2 separate regions of the Zea mays genome follow, and region 1 is linked to region 2. Evidence: chromatin contacts called from public Hi-C data. All regions are on one chromosome and are shown on one strand. The core of a region is the stretch at or near the end of the contact, and the rest is flanking DNA. Distances in the headings are between cores, read along the strand shown.

Region 1 (2,717 bases), core at 45-2,544, 250 kb before region 2:
GGGAAAACGAATCGGCCTGGGAACTCCAAGAGGCGTTGCTCCGCCTCCGACTCTGAGTGCATAGCCAAGTACTGCAGCTACTGCCCGCTCCGCCCGATGCGCCGATCAACACCCATTTCGCAAAGTGTAGCCGGCCCCATCAAATGCAGAAGTCGACTCGTCGATTCGGAGTGAGAACGATCATTTTCCGACAATACTAATCCAAAGGCAGGCTCATGGTGGTACATGTCCAAGTCCAATCTTCTAATGGGTATAGTTAGGTTATTTAAAATAATACCCTGAGTTCTGTCACTTTCTTCATTTTTAATACTAATCCAAGCTGCCACGACGGATTGGTGGGTAGTGGACGAGTAGTATCGGCAAAAAAAAAAATACTACTTTTGCCGGTGAAATTTAATTACTACTCTACATAATTAGCAAATGAAATTAATCACCTCTTATGCACGTATGTGTTTTAATTTCCATCAGTTCACTTTTAGGGCTGATTTGGTGGTCAGTGATCCCGAGAGGATCCATGAGAGGAATCCCCTTGATATTCAAAATTGAATTGTAAGGGGATTTCTCTCCCATGAATCATCTTGGAATCTCTGATCACCAAATCAGCCCTTAAAATGAAAAAGAAATTTATATTATCCGGAAGCTTTGGAAAATATACTCATAATTTCGTATATAAACCAAAAGCATTATTAAACCTTGAGTCAAATGCATGTAACCTTGAGGGGTTACCTAATCCTAGTGTGCCAAAGCATGTAACCTTGAGGGGTCGGTTCCTTAGGAAGGCGCCGTAAGGCAAGGGTAAAACCAACGTTCTACCCGAGGTAAAACCACACGCCCTTGTGAGCCCCAGATTCACCTGGATGTCTTGTATTTACGGCACCGGGCTGCGGGGGCCAATGCACCATCATTTAAGCTATGTCGACCGCTGGCCTTTATAGCATGGCCTCGAGGTGACTCGTAGTTAATGAAATTAATTTAATTACTACTCTACATAATTAGCAGATGAAATTAATTACCTCTTATGCACGTTCTCACTACTACCAAGCAACAATTCAGCTTCTGCATTTCGCTACCGTTCTCTTCAACTTCAATGCGCTCGACTGATCGCGCACATTGCGAAGCTGTCTCTTCGTCGTCGCCTCCCATCGTGATTTGAGACTGGGGAGCAAATGCGCACGGCATGCATCGCAATGCACGCGATGAAGCTGAGCAGCCGCCTGGCCAACCTCGATCCGGCGCTGCAGCCTACTACAAATAGATGTTCAATTAACACAACACGCAGCGACCGCTGTCCAGTGTCCATTCATTCCAAACCCAGCCGATCGCTCTCCTCCAATTAAGCAGCAAGGGCAGAAGCAACACCGGCGTGCCACCCGGACGACGCTGAATCCTGCATGTCAACCTGCCCGGCCATCGTCATTCGTCAACATGAAGGACGACGAGGGCATAGGCGCTATGGGAGCGGCGGTGGCGTTTGCCGCCATGGGCGTCTTCGGCATCTATTTCCTGTGGCCCGTGGTGGGCCCCGCTTCGGCGGGGATGATGATGAAGGCGCCCGGCGCCGCAGGTTGGGTCATCTGCCGCGCGGTGTTCGAGGCCAACCCGCAGTTGTATTTTACCATCCTCCGCACGGCCGGCGCGGCAGCTGCCGCTGCCACGTTCGCTGCCTGTTCGATCGCTAGCTAGCGCTAGCTGTGACTGTGAGCAAGTGATCGTCGTAAATAAAAGATAGCGAGCGACGAGACGAGCAGCATCTGCCAGTATTTCCGCCGTATGCCGATGTTGTCGGTGTTTTTCCATTGAATGGAGATGTTACTCTATGCGTCGTAATTGCCTATCGTGTTTCTCTACTCGTCATTACTGTTCTACGCTTGAGCTTGTTCATTGATCGTCCTGCTCATGCGATTCATGCTCACCTATCAGAATGGAAAGTGTGTATGGCGGCGTAGTTTTGGATGGGTCGCATCACAACCGTCGTCAGCACTTGTAACTCCAGATCTTGAAGTGGTTAGTTGTGCAGCTTCCTGGTCCCGTGCTCTGATCATCCCCCATCCTCACTGTCTGTGTTGGTTAACTCTGAAGCTCAATCTTACTCCCTGATTCCGATCCAGTTCCGATATATCCACAGATCAACACACTAGTGGTGTGATGGTTAACTCTGAAGCTCAATCTACTCCCTGCACCACGATGGCTTGGATCACGGTCGTCGTCCTCGGCGTGGCTAGCTTGAATCGTACGTAGTGGTGGTGTGATGGTGTCTAGTGTATATATACGTACTAAATCTACTCTTTTAGTACTTTGCGTTTCTTGTTTTGACGTTTGTACGTCGCCAATTTTCGACTTACCTGTTGAATTGGAAGCTACGTTCGACAGCCCTGGATCATGTTCGCGGTCGCGACGACGCCCAAGCTAGTGTACTACTGTAATAGGGTTAGGGTATGCCGCCTCTGTAATTCTGTATCCGGCCGCGCATTCCATTTCTTCCATTCCTGACATTATTTCCTTTACACAAGTATGAAGAGTGTGTCCAAATGTTGACTCCCGGACCAGGGTTCCCACGCAGGCGATGCCAGCACAGACTCCATATGATTGGTAGCCCGGTTGGCTATGTGCAGGCTCAGCGGGTGCATTGACTATAGCCGTGCCCGTGATTGGTCTTCTGCGTAGGACGAGATGAGTCTGCTCACGCGCATGCAGCACAGTTAATTTTTTCAGCTTCC
Region 2 (2,718 bases), core at 97-2,596:
CTACATTGTATGTACAGGCTTCGGAATAAACCATGCAAGGTGCAACCCAGCACTGTTATTTGTATTGTAAAATAAGCATTTTTGTCCCCTAGTTACTCAGTCTACTGATCATGACCTGGAAACATACACAAATGCATATGCACCGATACAACCGACACAATATGGCTGCAAGGCGACATATACAAGTCATCCAACAGAAAAGAAACATTGTGAACTACAAGGCAACAAAGGTCAAACGCATATTCCAGTTCATATACCCCCAACTGGAAGCAATACAGGGCCAAAGTAGTGAGACTGGATCCAATGCTACATATTTTTTATAACAGTGAAACAAGTCAAAAGTTTAGTCGAAGTAACATGATTAGATCTGACAGTAGCGACCACCAGCAGACACATGTCTGAACTCCAGGGATTGAGGAGACAGTACCCTGCTAGTCAGATCAATCAGTTACCTGAAACACGTGAAATTTGCATTCTACCTACCCAGATCACAGCGCTACGGCCATAATTAACAGGACGGGTAACAGCAAAGCCGTCAAAACTTTGCACCCTGAAAATTCAATCCAGGGTGCATTGTATCCTATCCCAAATTTTACAGCTCAATTCACCTCACCGAAGAAAACACAAAACAAAACTGCCCGTGTACTTTTTTCGTCGGCTATATAACAAGATCTGAGCCTCATCCCCACCAAATCGGGCCCAATTACGGCAAGACTATCCGCAACGGAAGGAAATAACTCTTGGATTGTCATCGCAAAAGAGCGGAACGGAGCGGAGGTCACTCACGAAGCAGTCATCGTCGATGGTGTAGATGTACTTCTTCTTGGAGACCATGTAGCCGAAGCAGCGGCAGGCGGAGTCCTTGAAGGAGATGCAGGAGGCCTTGGGCCCCAGCATGCGGTTGATGTCGTTGCGGTTGTAGAGCTCGTAGTCGAAGCCCTCGGGGACGCGGATGATCTTGCTGGGGTCGCCGTCCTGCACGATGATGAGGTGGTAGGGCTGGAAGAAGGGCCTCCACATCTCCAGGAAGTCGAGGTTGCGGATCGTCGGGATGACGATGTCCAGCTCGTCCTTGAGCAGCGGCGTCGGGGCGTGCGAGGCAGACGCCATTGCTGGAGTGCGGGCGGCTGGCGCCTGGCGGAGGAAGAGGGACGCGGCCGGCCGGGCAGCAGTGGCTGTAGTGGTGGGACGGGGACTGCCGGAGTGGGGAGGGAAGGGTGGGAAACGGAGGGGTATAAATGGAAGGAAGGTGGCCGGGGAAGCGGGGATGTAACGGCCGCGGCGGGTGTGGGCTGGTGCGGTGGAGCCGGCGCAGCTGTTGTTTGTTTCTGAAGGAAAGGGGAAAGGATCAGTGAGTTGGCCGGGGTGCTTTGTTATTTGCTAGACGCCCAATACCCATTCAAACGTCCGGGGCCGGCCATACACGAGCCCGTCTAGTGCTGCTGCACGCCTGCACCTGCACGAATACGGGCCCGCAGGCCTCGGTTTGGCTTCCGCGCAAGGATGGTTTTAAAAGTTCATTTTGCTTATATATAAATAAATACTTTAATTCTTGTAAGATTAAACCAAAAATGGAAATCGATATGAAGTACAACCTCCATAAAAATACAATTCTAATGTCGTCCTAACTAAATAATTAAGTTTGAAAATATGAAAACGATAATATTTATGATACTTCCTCTCTCCTAAAAATCTTGACCTACTTTATTCTAAAATACTTAACATTATTATTTAGCCATGCATATTTCTCTTCTTCCAACGTATATTTTTATTTTCTAGTTACATATTTCTCTCCCTTTCTTTTTTCACGCCGCACTTTCATTTATCGATGCATATTTTATCCTAAGTGTTTAAATATCTTTCTTTTTCGGTGCTTGGTTCTAAAGGAGAAGAAATTCAAAGACTAAAAGCAAGCCCAAACCTTAACAGATATCAAAGGAATTATTTTTATTTAAAAAAATAAGTGTTTTTACAGGTTCCCGTCCATGATAGGAATGATGTGGTTTATAAAGCTCAAAGAAGGCTTAAGTCTATAACACCATAATATGAGGATAGTTTACGGCCGTCAAGAAGTTCGTTAAGTGTGTATACTTTCATTTAGTATCGTTCTATAACATATGAATCTTGTCTGTATACAAGCATCATAGTAAGTAGATTGTATTTTAATGTCCGTATTTTATTATTTGTTTGCTTTATTTGTGTTATCATCAATCACCAAAAAGTTGGAGATTCTAAGTAAAATAGATAATGACCCATTTGATTTAAGTGTTTTGGTGTGTGATGATCAAACATAACTATTTGGCCTAATAGTGTGTGTGCTAATATTTATGGATATAGTTCAAAGAATGCAGCATGGACTTCGGACGAATGTAAAAAGATGATTAAGGATATCAACACCTCAAAGCAAGATACTAGAAGACTCATCAAAGACCTATCAAGATCATGTAAGAGACTAAGACACGAGACGGAGGAAGCTCAAGCGAATAAATGTGAAGACACGAATCACCGGATACGTACTGTGATTGAATTGGAGAATGGTCTGAAGACTAAGCACACTGGATATGTGTGCACCAGATGTCACACCGAATAGAGCACCTAGTAAGCTTTGCAACATGTGTGTGGGAGTCTACAACGCATCAGACGTGTCCGGTTGAACACCTGATATAGTACTCAAAGAGGCTGCAAATACAATTGGGCCAGGTTATACTCACCAAACAT

What was found. Hi-C and Micro-C count contacts between places; a contact is called where the count stands out from the background.
Region 1: a contact with region 2 is called in a Hi-C map of endosperm, with 2.7 times the contacts expected there. The contact joins the promoter of LOC111589752 here to the promoter of LOC100282614 in region 2. A contact is called at or near these places in 4 of 25 Hi-C or Micro-C datasets (ear, endosperm, leaf and 1 more).

The regions. Positions count from the first base shown.
Region 1 is chr7:173,576,363-173,579,079 of Zm-B73-REFERENCE-NAM-5.0, reverse strand. LOC111589752 (protein EGG APPARATUS-1-like) reads left to right here and starts at 1,294. Exons shown (of 1, transcript NM_001397179.1): 1 at 1,294-2,041. The coding sequence starts at 1,392. The coding sequence ends at 1,679.
Region 2 is chr7:173,330,630-173,333,347 of Zm-B73-REFERENCE-NAM-5.0, reverse strand. LOC100282614 reads right to left here and starts at 1,346. Exons shown (of 4, transcript NM_001155522.2): 1 at 787-1,346. The coding sequence starts at 1,110.